Regions from separate parts of the Rattus norvegicus genome. Here region 1 is linked to region 2. Evidence: chromatin contacts called from public HiChIP or PLAC-seq data. All regions are on one chromosome and are shown on one strand. The core of a region is the stretch at or near the end of the contact, and the rest is flanking DNA. Distances in the headings are between cores, read along the strand shown. Region 1 holds the start of Lrif1 (ligand dependent nuclear receptor interacting factor 1). Region 2 holds the start of Cept1 (choline/ethanolamine phosphotransferase 1).

Region 1 (7,160 bases), core at 3,331-5,830, 270 kb before region 2:
TGAGAAACTCACTATTTCTGCAATTCTTTTTCAAATACCAAGAAGAGTATACTCTCAAAAATATTACATAAAAAACAATGCAGATCATTCTAATTGCCAATCTAAGAAACTCGGTTCAATACTTTTGTTTAGTCATCTTTAATAAAAATATTTTGTTTATTAGAAAAATCTCCCTAACTAGAAGATTCAACACAATAACCTGTTTTTTATAATTATCTGTGTAAGAGCAATATTTTAAGATATAACTGAATAAATAACAGACTTTTACTACTTCATATGATATAAGTTAAAAGGTTTCCCTATTTTTGCTTGACAAAAATATACTATATACCCTATAATTAATTAATTTCTATCTATCTATGTATCTATCTACCTATATCTCTATGTATGTATGTATGTATGTATGTATGTATGTATGTATCTATCCATCTATCTATCTATCTATCTATCTATCTATCTATCTATCTATCTATCTATCTATCTATCTATCTATATCTCTATGTCCCCACCAAAGATAGAAAAACAAATGTGACTTTTCTAAGCCTACATATTATTAGAGATTCATATAAATTCTTTAAGCCTAGCTTATTCTATTCATATCTCCTCTGTGTCTATTAGAGCAAATTAATATGTTTGTTGAATTGATTCCTACAAGCTATTAAAATAGGATTTGATTTACTACAAAATTAAATGAGTTCTTATAACTGAAATGTGAACTTCTAAAGAGAAATGTGACAAGTCAGAATAAAATTCATATATACTCTTTCAATCAATATATATATTTTCCAGATTTAGGAGGAATCTTCCACTTAACAATTTAACCAAAAATCACTAAATGACTCCACTTTCCTCAAGATATTCTATTTTCTTAGATATAACATTCTGTACTCTAAGAATAAGTCACTTAGAATTATTAGCCAGTTTGGCCACTTAGAATAATTATTACACTAATCATACTAAACTATTTGAACTGAAAATGAAAATGTAAAAACTAAATTTTAAGTCTTAAAAAGAGAAAGAGGAAATACATTATAAAGATCTCAGGCTTTTAATTCTGGATCTTACACATACTGGCTAACAAATTTTGGAAAACCTACTTAACCACAGTGGCATATATGTATACTTCCAAGTACTGAGAAACTCAAGTAGGAGTGGGAGATCACTAGTGGAGCCTGATCAATGCAGTCACAGCCCATCTCAAAATTAAAAGTCCTGCTAAATGTGCTAACAAAATTAGATAATTTCTGAGGTTCCTTGTTTTGTTTTTTACTATTCTATATGGATATTCATCACTCATGTATTAGAAATGAAATAATGAACATGTTGGAGGCTAATGAAATTTTATAGGTTTGAAAAGAATGTATTTTCATCTTCTAGGAGACCAGACTTTGCCTTCTTACTGTTTATAAAAATACATAAGAAGTTATATGTTATAATACATATAATAAATTCTATATATTATTTATATAATAATATCACTATTAATTCTAATTCTATAAGCCAAACAAGATAGACCTCCACTGTCATTAACATTTTAGCTGAAAAAAAATACAAGGGTTTAAGATAGTTTTAATGACTTATACAGAATTTACATGCTTTGCTTAAGGAGTCTTACTCATACTTTATACACAAAGCAAAGTTCAACAATTCACTTTCATAAGCAGTAGATAAGTGACAGAGTCCAGTTAACTTATATGGTGTCAATGTCTCTCCTAATCTACTCTGAAGTTGTAAAGATAAAATTTCACAACCAAAGACTTCAACTAGCAGTGAAACATTTTCTTCCCACCCGAACGAAGCCACATGCTGAGAGCAATAATTTTAACTGGACATTTGGGTTTGTCTCATTTAATTCACAAATATTGACAAGAAAACTGGCATAACATCTTCCCAACAAATGGTAATTTCCCAATCAGGCATGCATAGTTTTCATCCCATTGCTATTAAATCTAATCCCTATTCTCTGCTATCTTGTACAGCCCCTCAGACTTCTCAAGTTATCTGAAATACAATCCTCATTCTAAATCAGCACTGTCATTAGTTATTCAAACTATACACATAATCTTGTCAATTCTATTCAAAAATTTTCTGAGCAATCAATCTCCAATAGATGAAATGGTTAGTGGACTGAAGCAACCTTAATATAGCTATTATGCTGCCTGTGGTACACACTGAATAAATAAGAATTCAATGCAAATCTTAATACATTAAATGAACAACACTACAAATATACAGATATTTGCACTGCTCTTATAAAACGGAGTTTCCTATTTTTATGCCTGATTAAACCATATAAATTAAATAATAAACGTTCTTTATCACAATACTGATTTTTCTTTAAAAGAATTCAAGGAGGGGGGGAGGGGAGAAAAAATTGAAAAAAAGAAAAGAATTCAAGGAAAGCTGAAATATTTACAGAAAAGAAGTCCTATCATTTTTAGAAAGAAAATAAATGAGTGATTAAAATAGAAAACAAAAAAACTTCCAATAAAACAAAACAGTGATATTAAATAAATTATTTACATAATTACATTTCAACAGTAGGCATGGTGTTATTAAAACAAAGAATAATCAAACATGTAAGCAGTAATCAAAGTGTCAAATATCCTAGGAAACTATCTTGTGTTAAATGCTCCAAATTTGTTATGATAATACCAGAAAATTTAAAAAATAAAAGCATGAAAGTATAACAAGTCACCAAACATAAACTAATGAATCAATAACGTTCAAATTACTTATGAAAGTACCCAAAACATAGCTCAATTTAAAATATTTTTCAAAGTTCTAAATTAGTCAAAATTGTTAGAAAGTGTTTAAAAGAGAACCCAAGGGCACAATAAAAAACCTCAATGTATCACTTAAAGTGATACATTAGTTACTTCTAGGGTTGGAATAGAATACGATCTGTAAGTTATGTCATCTATAATATATCATAAATATACAAAATTATTTACTACAAAGCATTTCTTCTACTTCCGCTTCTCTGGATAGGATTCAATCTATCTTTAAATCTTCACAAAATACATACTACCAAAGAGCTGTCTCCCTATTTACCGTTAATGATGTTTGCTTTTCTTTCTTTTTTTTTTTTTTTTTTTTTCTTTTTGGTACTCGCACAGCAGCAACTTCCTGTACATCCAGCTACTTGGAAGGCTGATGCAGGTGATCATTTGTTTTTGTTAGACTAGGGTTTTAAGGGAAAATGTATTTTTAAAAAAAATCATTTTTTTTCACTGCAATTATGGTTTGTATATATTTGTAACTAAAATAAACTTACCTGGGCTAAAATCAGTACACAAATTCGCGTTCTTAAACTTGGAGCAAATATTTAAATAATCCTTTCTTAAACTATTTCTTTTCCTGGTTGTTATTAAAATAGTCCCAGGAACCGTTATTTTTTATCAAAAAATGAAGCATTAGTCTCATGTATAGTAACAAAGTTGCAATAAACACCAGGTAGATTTTCTTGTTTCAACCATAATTCCCTTTCATTAGTTTTGCTTAGTTTTCATATCTTTGCTTCTGAACAAATATACTCATTAACTTTGGGAAGCATAAATTAAAACATTGTTCCTTAATGAATATTTTGTGGTTCTTGCTTTTATTTCATCTGGATTAACACAAAATTAAAAGAAAAATGTTACTGGTGAAACATTTTCTAACCAAAGAAGACTGTCACAGCCCTTCATAAGCCTAATACTAGGTAAACTGAGGCTGGATTGTGGACAGCCTTGGCTATATATGAGTTTCCTACCCAGCCAGAGCCATACAGTGTTTCAACTGTTTCTTCGTAGAGACAACCAAGGAGAAGCACTCCCTTTAGACACATTTCAAATGGGCTACCTAGAAAAACTGACTTCACATTTCAAGTTTTTACTTTTCTCTGCCTTATTTGAAAATTTCAAATACTAAAGTCCCTTGTTCTAGAACACATTTTCCAAGTACATTAAAATGCGACTATTTTCAGGTGAAGGGCCAGCGCCCCGGGACTGCACCTGCATTACAATCCACCATAGGTTTTATGGGCGTGTTTGAGATCTTGGAGCATCGCCATGTTGGTTTTTTCCGTGGGTGTCTACTTGGTCCACCTATGAAATTCGAGCGGAAGGCGTCGGGCACGCCTGAATCCAGAAGAAGCGAACTGCGTCGTAACCGAGGATTGTTTTACATTTGGGGAGGGCAGAGAGCCAGGGGCTTTGGAGCGCGCGGGGTTGGGTGGGATTTGTGCTGTGAGGCTGCTGAGATCCGACGGCCCGGCCGCAAGGTCCTGCTGCGCGGCTGGACAACAGCTGACTCGGCCTTGACAACCTAAGTCACAGGGCGTGGGCGGGCGCGTGAAGGGCTGGGAACTGGTACTTACCAGTGCGAGCCTGACTTTTCTTCTGCGGTTTTCAGAAAGACGGTCTGGAGTCTATTAGACATTTTAGATGGGTGGGAGGGGACAGGGTAGTGAGTAGCGTGGGGACAGGGTCCCCAAGTAGGCGCGAATCAGAGCGCGAGTGTGGAGCCGCAGGCACTGACGGGAGCGAACACAAGTGTATGGCCGAAGATAGACAAGAGGGTGGCTCCCCCGGCTTCCGTGGGAAGTGGCTGTAGAAGCCGGAAGACGCAAGACCGCGACCATACCCTCCCACCTCAGGAAAGCTCACTGTTTTCCGGCCAAGTCTCTGGCTACGTGACCGATCACAGCCAGTCAGAGCGGACGTGGGGGCGTGGCATCGATGGACCCGCCCTGAACAGGGCCTGGTCAGAGACCGCGCCCACTAAAATGAGCCCCTAGAGCCAGCAAGCCTATGCACTTAGGTACTGCGTCACAAACCGGGACCGAGGCGAATGGATCGCTGTGGCCCCGCCCTTATGACGTAGTCCAATTGACAACGAAGGTTGATGTGTCTTCTTCCGGATCAAAGGAGGAATCAAAAGAGAAACTTCTTTCACTGCCTACACGAAATGAAATATTTCCGGTGTCAGGCTTTAATTGTCTGCACTTGTAGAAATGCTTTTGCAAGCCAATGTAATAATGTCTTCCTTAGCAGTTTGATTCAGTAGACATGGGCAGGCATTTAGTAGTTGCCATAAATTGTTGAGAACCTTTATATCCATTTCCTGGCTAGAACTCTTAGTCTTTTGCTTTTTAGTTCCTTTAGTTTTGCCTCTACCTTAACGATTAACCATTTTCTCCATTCCCACACTCATACCTCAGTTAAATTGTATCTTATTGTCATGTATTCAATTTCTTGAGTCTCTGAGCATTAAATCCCCTGTATAAACGTTTTGAAACTCTTTTTTAAATTTCCAGAGACCAGCTCTGAATTCTCTAGATTCCTGCAGTTATTCCAAAGTGACTATTTGAGAATTGGGATCATACTGTTTAATGGGTAGAAGGAATTGTAGTTTAATTAGGTGTGGAATATTATGAAATATTCTTGTATGCTCCACTGTTTAAATCCAGGCCACTGATAAGGTAGACAATTTGAAGGTTTACATGGTTATTTAAAAATGGAATTACTTACCAGTCTTAGTGACACACAAATGTAATCTTAGCACTTGGAAAATACAAGCAGGAGGATGGGAACTTTAAGGTCACCTTTGGTTACACAACAAGTAGTACTACATGAAACTTGTCTCACAATAAAGGAATTAGAAAAGGTTTCCTCATTCCCCTAACTGCTGAACAGAAAAGATTTTTTAAGAACTTCGGGTCTTGATATGTTAAGAGAAAGTGACATGTTCCTATTTCTGAATTTATTTTTCAATAAAGTACCCTTTCACCCCGACCCTCCCATACTAAAGGCATCAGGGAAGATAGGCAGACCTTAATGCTTTCAAGCTTCCTGGCATCTTTTGTCTATGAAACCAAAGTTACTAGGAAAAAAAAAAACTAAACAAAACTAAACTAGAGAAAAACAAATGCCTTTTGCCACATGTTGTGATGGGTGCCTTTTATTTCAGAACTCAGGAAGAGATAGGTGGGTCTCTGAATAAGAGGCCAGCCTAGTCTCCATAGTGAGTTCTAGGTTAGCCAGGGTTATACAATGAGACCCTGTTTAAGTGTGTGTGTGTGTGTGTGTGTGTGTGTGTGTGTGTGTGTGTAAATTGTGTGTGTGTGTGTGTGTGTGTGTGTGTGTGTTTTGGGGGGCAGTTGGTTTGCTATCTTATCAATTGCCATTCATTGATTATATTTTCCAGTCTGGCTTTTCTTAATCATCAGGACTAAGGCTTCAAGACTAATTGTCAAAGGTCGTGGTACTCAGATGTTGGGAAAGGGCAGGGAGAATATTTGGTAGATAGAGAAGTTAGCCTGAGATACTACATTTCAACAAAAATTTTCTCTGCCTCAGTCCAATTCTGCAATAGCCTTCAAAGTTTTTCCTGTAAGGAAAGAAAACATGATGGTTCATGCTTAATGATAATCAGCCACTGCATCCATGCTGTGACCAAAAGAAAAATTTCATCCCCATGTTGAAGAAAGAATTCTGTAGTCAAGGCAATTATGGAAAGAGGTTGATATCTGAGGCATGTCTACTGGCAAGAGTCCAAGTGCTATAATAATAAGACCATGGCCACATCAGAAGAAAATTCTGGGCATTGGATCACAGCATCCTACATGCTCATTAAACAACTGATGCAGTTGTCTATTACAATTAATGCAGTTTAGCTCACACTTAAAGTCTTTAGTCAGCAACACCACTATTCTCTCACTCTTGAAGAAACAGCAATATACTTTACTGTGTATTTCTTCCTCATTTTTGATCTACTTGGTATGCTATAAGGGTCCATTTCTGTTGATTAAACAAATGAGTTCTCATTCCTTGTTCCTCTTATTTTCTCAAACTGTTTCTCTCCAGCTGATTATATCCTTGCCTATGATTTTAATTAGTACTTCTTACCTATTATTACTCTACAAAATGCAGACATAATAACATATTGTAGGTGCTGATATGTGCTTTATAAACAGACACTCTCATTTGCTGTAAAAAACTAGCAAAATCATTATACAGAAATTCAAAAAACTAGCCATATAAAGGGCAAATTACTCTCTAGAAGTCACAGAGTTGGTGATTGGTGAGGCTAGCTTCTAAATTTAGGTTGTCTAAAAATTCTATATATCTCACTCCTAATTCACAGATAAATATTCAGTAATTCTTATCAGATTTGTA
Region 2 (7,183 bases), core at 2,399-4,898:
TTATAAGCCAAATGCTTCCAAAGAACAGCTAGGTTACTCCTCTTGCTTTAGTTCCTTGTCTGACTTTCCAGCCTTGAGGATTTCCCTCTCTTTGTTTTGGGAGGATATGGAAGGTTGAGATATGTTTTTACCATCTAGGCTGGCTTAGAATACACTACTGTCTAAGGTATCTAAAACTTAAAATCATCCTGTCTTACCTCCAAGTTCTTGGATTATGGCATGGGCCACCATGCCTGGCTGAAGAACTCCCCTTTCTTTCACAGAAAAATGTGTTTGGCATTTAAAAAGCTAATATGACCTATTCAGCATTTAGGTATTTGGGTAAAATGTATGCTTGGAATATTTTGCTCATCCCACTACTAGTAGGAGAGCCTCCTCCCCATTTTACTGTTAATTACTTTTAAATCCTTAATATCCAAAACATAGCAGAGGGCTGGAAGGATAGTTCAGTGCAACCCAGAGCCTATGTAAATAAAAGCCAGATGTCTAGGGGCTAGCAACTAGACAAAGTACAGTCATTTTCCTATCATAGAAAAGTTCCAGCAGACCTGCTAGACAGTTATTATAGAAGTTACAGAGACATCGAGGAAAGACCCTAATACACTGGTGATATATAATCAATAGTAGCCTTTAATATTGTCCAGTATTTTTAGATTACATTTATTTATATGTTTTATATGTATAGTGGGTGGGGAGATCAAGTGGAGGTTGGGGGTGTAAACCCAGGAATCAGTTTCCACTATGTGTGTCCCAAGGATTGAACTCAGGTCACCAGAGTTGCCAGTAAATATCGTACATGCTGAACTATCTCAAAACGCCAGCTTCATTTGTTAAACCATCTAAAAGAATAGTTGTTTCAGTGAGGTTTATTGAAATACTAAATGAGATAGTAGATGTGAAGTTCTTTCATAAGTGGTCAGTAAGTCTGGGCTCCTTTTCACAACGCGAAAGAAAACTACCTGTGTTCTGAGTCCCAAAATGTCAATCTTCAGAACTGTCCAAACCGGTTCCCTTTTAAATCCTGAAACCGATTCACAAAGAAAATATATTATCATTTCAATCTCAAGATTTTAAGCAGCACACAAATATTAGCCACTATCTGTGGCCTGAATGCAGCATTGTGAGCAAAATGTTTCCTTTAAGGACCTGATGCTTGAGATCTTTTATAATAGTGACCTACCAGCTATAATTTTTAGAAAGTTTTAATTGTAGGAAGTTAATTTTCTTATTGTTTGGCACAGCAGATACATTTCTCTAACACCTGAACTTTTTCTTTTCTTTATTAACTTGAGTATTTCTTATTTACATTTCGATTGTTATTCCCTTTCCCGGTTTTCAGGTCAACATTCCCCTAACCCCTCCACCTCCCCTTCTCTATGGGTGTTCCCCTCCCCATCCTCCCCCCAACATTCACGTTCACTGGGGGTTCAGTCTTAGCAGGACCAAGGGCTTCCCCTTCCACTGGTGCTCTTACTAGGATATTCATTGCTACCTATGAGGTTGGAGCCTAGGGTCAGTCCATGTATAGTCTTTGGGTAGTGGCTTAGTCCCTGGAAGCTCTGGTTGGTTGGCATTGTTGTTCATATGGGGTCTTGAGCCCCTTCAAGCTCTTCCAGTCCTTTCTCTGATTCCTTCAACGGGGGTCCCGTTCTCAGTTCAGTGGTTTGCTGCTGGCATTAGCCTATGTATTTGCTGTATTCTGGCTGCTAACACCTGAATCTTTTCTTTTAATTCCATAATTATCCCTTTCTAATTATTGGGTTTCAGGCAAATTTCTGAGATACAGTATTCTCTTTGTAATAAATATAAAATATTATAACGATTCTTAAATTCCAGTCATAACTACCCATATACAGCTGTTTATGAATTTTTTTGAGATATGATATAGTTGTATATATTTAGGCTTTGAAGATTCTTACTGTTTAACCTTGCTTAGATGCAAGGCAGGGCTTAAAATAGTCTTCCAGAGCCAACTGAGAAACTAAGCAGACAGGAAGATATGGAAGACTGTCAACTGTCCAGCACCTTCCTCTCCAAAGACTAAAGTATGAGAGCAATTTCTGACCAAGCAGGTTATAAGTGTAATGGTTAACCATTTTATGGGTCAAAACATTCAAGAACCCTTTTAAAAAATGTTTGCATAGCAAATAAGAGGCCTTAAATTCAATTTCCAGAACCAAAAAGGGAAAGCTTTAAAATTACTTTTAAAAAAATATAAGAAAACTTTACACAACACTAAGAGTGTTTAACAAATCGTTTTTCATCTTTCACCCATCTTCTCTGCTTACTTTGAAGTTCTATGAGTCAGAAATCCAGTTACATTTCTTTTCACAAGCATTTAAAGGGCACAGGTAATAAAATTAACTTTTTAATGTTGTTTCTTCTGAGTAATAACAACCAAAGCATAATAAAAATGTAAACTCTGGATGTTCCAAGTGAACGAACAGGTGGCCCCAGGCTTTTCTCAGAGGCACACTGAAGCATCAGGCAGGCTACAGACAAAGCATAACAATGACTATTTTCCCAAATCCTGATATGGCCTCTGACAAATGTAACGTTTTCCAATGGCTAATCTCATAGCATCTAGTTACACAGCCGAGAAATTAAAATTTAATACCGCAGCACAAATTTGTTGCATTTGGGTACTTCTTTATAAATTAAAACTGAGAAAGCTGGAGAACTTACTCCTGTCTCAGTGCTTTTCAAAGGAATGCTGCTGTTAGGATTTCCTTTCAACTAGGGACCACTCCCTTAAACACAATCAAGGGGTGTAGACTGAGCTCTGTGTAAACACAAGGTCACCACTGATCTCAGTGCTGAACTTCCCCAGCCCCCAACAAGTAGAAATAAGGGCACAGGGATGACCAAGTGTATTAGGGCAAAGGTTTCCTTAGCTGATTCAACAAAAGCAACCTCCTGCACACACTCCCTAAATCTTGTAGTACAAGAGCTTCACTGTGCCTGGCACCAGCTAAATATAAGAGACACCAAGCTTGGCACGAAGCACCGCTTGGGACAAGCTGGTGGTAGAGGTATCAAAGAGAGAAAAAGTTAGACGCGGAGACGTCAGTCTAGTTGTCAACTCCGGTGATCGGTGGGTTCCCGGAGCTTACCGGCGACTCAGATCCTGTGCATCAAGAAGCTCACGAAGCCAGGTGAGGCTGCCGCGGTTCGCGTGGTTCGCGCGCCGGTGGGACTAAGGGGACTCGCGTTGCGCCTTCGCTCTAAGCTTGTGAACCACCCTTCGATACAGCACCCAACGAGACAACACGCTGGGCACCAGGCCAGCTATTTCCTCCCTCCCACTCACCTTCTTTCCGGTCCGGGACCGGCCAGCTCCAGCCTCAAAGTGCAGAAGAGGCCCACAGTAGAAGTCTGGGCGGAGCCCCGGGGCGCGCTCCCGAGTAGCTCGGAGGCGCGCCGCAGCCTTTTCTGAGTCCCCCTCTTTACGGCAATCGTGAAAGTGTCGTGAACGTGCTGCCGCCTATCAGTCACTCAGTCGCCTGGAGTCGGAGTTGCTATTTCTAGGCTTGTGCTTGTTGGGTTCGGGGTAAGGCTGCGGGGGCCCGGCCTAGGGAATGGGCGGGGATGTCGCGGACGTGGCGGGGCGCTTTTCTCCCGGGAGGAGCGGAGCGAGGGCAGGAGGCTCTGGGCTGGACATAACTGGGTAGCTGCGGACTGACTAGCTGAAGGGGAACGCCGTCCTTGCTGGCGCTGGTTGGCCTCGCGCGCGGTGTTGTGGGGACGACGAGGGGCAACGCTGGCTGTCCCGAAGGCTCTGGAGTCGGAGGTGGAGGGGCGCCTGCGTGGTATGCGAGACGTGGTCGTGGGAGGGAGCACCCCAGGCTAACCCCCGGTGAGCCGAGGGCTGGGGCGCTGGCTTCGCGGAACCGACCTTGCCTGGCGGGTCCACACCCTCCTGGCCCGGTGTTGCCAAGTCCACGAACCATGCAGCATCCTGTGCGGTCTTTGCTGTCCTTTTGGGAGGCGGTAGTGATGTTTCCTGGCTTGGGCCACGATTCTTGTTGGGCAACTTTTCTAGAAATTTCAGCCCATATTGACAGGCTCAGAGATTGCCAGCTAGAGTTTTATTTCAGCCGCGTTCTTAGAAGGAGATCGCTGGGGTTTGCCTGTGTTCCCAGGAATGCTTGGCTGAACCTCAAGCTTTACATTTTACCGAGTTTGAGTTTTCCAGCTCGGTGCTTGGCATTTTGATACCAGTTTTTGCGGTGTTGTATCATTGCCGTTGAATATATGGCTTTGCTAAAACTCTTTAACTCACCAGGCAACCTCTATTACAGCAATACTCAAATCCCTTGTCAGTTTTCAACAAGTATAATTTGTAAGTTGTTAGAATATCTCCTTTCTACTCCAGAACTGTCAGGGATGTGTTGAGATATGTGTGTGCTGAATTGACTGGCTCAAACGCAAGGATACTGTATAAGACATTTGGAACATTACCAATTTAAAACTATTGGCATTGGATAAGATTTGAAGCTTTAAAAGCAGTTTGCCACATATTTATTCTATGCTGAGAGTAACTGAAGTCCCAGTACAGCTCGCCATTACAACGCAACCCTTGTAAGAAACGAATTAAGTAAATCTGACTGTCACATTACCAATTACACTTTACCGCATAGCACTTTCTTTTCTAAGCTACATGTTTTGATTTTGTTGTTGTTTGTTTGTGGTTTTTGTTGTTGGTTGGTTGGGTTGTTTTTTTCTTTTTCTTTTTTTCTAAACAGAGTTTCTTTATGTGTCCTGAGCTGTTCTGGTACTTGCTGTGTAGACCAGAACTCTGTCAACTCCGGGATCCACCTGCCTCTCTCTACCTCCTGAGTGCTGCGGTCAAAGGTGTGCACCACGACCTGGCCATATTTTGCTCTTTAAACTGCCTAGAAATGCTGGTGGTGTTCATTTTGAGGGCCATGCAGCACTGTTTTTAAAAAGAACATAAAAATGAATATGGCTCCAGGCTTTTGGTCCCCCCTCCAAAGTTATTTCCTCCTTTAAGGAACCCACAATTTCACACAGAAAACACCAGATCTAAGCTGTGTTACTCAGTGCAGTCTGCTTCTGAGTACAGAAAAAAACTCCACCTCCCCGCCCCCCGACGAACATATTTTAGGTATCATTTGTTAAATAATGCTGAACTTAATCCTGTGATCCTATTAATTGCCTTTCTTTTCTTGCTCCTGTTTTTCTTTCTCTTTTCCTCTATGGTCTCTTCCCTAATAATCTCCGCCATCAGTACTCTACTGTAGTAGTGGCAGAGGTCAGAAAGCTGTGTACAACTGGGGCCCACCGAAAAGCTTGCGAACATACTGCTGAATCAGTGCTGATAAAAACCTGGCACCCTTGTACATGGGTGGGGGCCGTGGGGGTGGGGCAGAAGGGAAGTTCTAGAACTTCACACAAGTTGGATATTGTGTAAGTTTATGGTCTGCTCAGCAGTTGAGTTTTCTGTTTCTGTTTTAAATGTGATATTTGTCAGATGCTCCCATCTCCCTCATACCCACCCCCACCCACCATCCGTGACAGAAATAAGGTGGGTCAGACACTGTTAACCTGTGTTCTTCATGGGAGACTTGAAAACTTAGAAATTGATGGATTTTAGTAAATGTATCCATTAACTATTGTTTCTTTGTCAAACATATATATCCATGCCTAATAGGAAAATGCTTTTGTCAGATAATGGCCCCTTTATGCCTCCAAAAAGTTTATTGGGTGGTACATACTATAACTTAGTTGAGGACAAGACCCACTCACCCGGACTCACACACCTGTTTGCATTTTTTAAGAGTGTAAAATGGGATCTCTTTCTAGGTCTAGAATAACCAAGTGCTCTTTTACATGTCACTGATGGTATGGGATTATTGTGGGGGAAAGAATGTTAACAGGAATGGGCCCATGGTCTTGGAACTTAAAGAACCCTGTTAGGGGTAAAGACAAAATCAAGTCCTACAAACAGAAAACCTTCAAAGTAAGATAAGGGCCACAGAAAAGTAGAGCACTAGAGTCAGGTTGTAGCAGGAGGGAGGGTGTTTACCGAGTACAAGTGGAAAGGTTACCACACTGGTCAATAGTGTAAACTGAATTTCCACAGGCAGCCAGTTTTTTTTTTTTTCAGTTTAAAATTGCTTTCATAATTATGAAAGCCTGTTCTCAGTTAACAGGCTGTACTCTAAGATTGTAGGCTTTGTACAAGCTCATTGGTAAATTTCCATTCAATCTAAGTAAAATCCCAGTGCTTAACCACAGCCTGTGAACCTCTGCATTCAGTGATGCTTCACACTTCATTTCCCTATCTGGTTTTACTTTTGTTCTGCCTTTGTAATTTCTTAGGTACCTGAATAAGGCACACTTTACTGTCTCATTCTCCACTTCTTGGACTATTCTTCATATTGCTCTTAAAATACCTAGTTCCCTCTTTTCTTCCGAGAGGGGTAGAAAAGTTCCTTTTTTGGTTCCATCCCTGTTTAAAATGTGTTCTTCCAACTCTTTTCTGTCTCAGCACTTTATTTTCTGTATAGTATCTGCCGTGCTGTGTGGTGTTACTGCTTGCCTCCTGGGATTTAGTACGTGCTGGGTGTGGGAGCTTGGCCATGCCTGTCTTGTATAGTAGGCACATTTGGAACTTAGAACTCTCCTCTCATAAACACTACCCTGACTGGTATGCTTCTAGGCTATCAGCAATAACTTGTACTTTGCTGGGTTATCTTTAACTTTTATCTTGTTTGATTTTAATTTCTTATGTAGTAAGGAAAGATATTTTGTGCATACCTTGTTAAACATAGGCCTGATTCCACACACAAAATTTCAACCAGTTGAGATAACTTTTGTTAATATTTGTAATATCTTCCAAATTTCCATTCTCACACTCTTTATTCTTCCTCTTCTAAGCTTCCGTTTGCTGCTGTCTGCTCCTTTGGCATGCATTAGCTTTTCAATTTGGTAAAATTCAGATATCCATGGTTTATTGTTGTTTTCCCTTGTCACTAGCTCCTCTCCTATGGGATTGCAGAAGGAAAGGTGGAGATGACCTGGAGCAGTGTCAGCAACTTCTCTGGCTGCTGACATGAGTTGAAAGTAAAGCAGTCATCAGTATGTCAGGGTGCTTGTGCCTGAATTCATGTTCACAGTGCTGTTACTAGTAGATGTACAGAGAGACAATGTTGCCAGA

Evidence for each region. HiChIP or PLAC-seq counts read pairs in DNA pulled down with a chosen protein or histone mark.
Region 1: an H3K27ac HiChIP or PLAC-seq map of oligodendrocytes shows a contact between it and region 2, with 4 times the contacts expected there. The contact joins the promoter of Lrif1 here to the promoter of Cept1 in region 2. A contact is called at or near these places in 1 of 12 Hi-C or Micro-C datasets (frontal cortex) and 1 of 1 datasets of contacts at active chromatin or transcription factors (oligodendrocytes).

Annotation. Positions count from the first base shown.
Region 1 is chr2:196,993,113-197,000,272 of GRCr8, reverse strand. It overlaps Lrif1 (ligand dependent nuclear receptor interacting factor 1), which reads right to left and starts at 4,580. Exons shown (of 4, transcript NM_001127485.1): 1 at 4,361-4,580. The coding sequence starts at 4,422.
Region 2 is chr2:196,720,123-196,727,305 of GRCr8, reverse strand. It overlaps Cept1 (choline/ethanolamine phosphotransferase 1), which reads left to right and starts at 3,648. Exons shown (of 9, transcript NM_001007699.1): 1 at 3,648-3,809. It overlaps Dram2 (DNA damage regulated autophagy modulator 2), which reads right to left and starts at 3,254. Exons shown (of 10, transcript NM_001025018.1): 1 at 3,114-3,254; 2 at 960-1,021.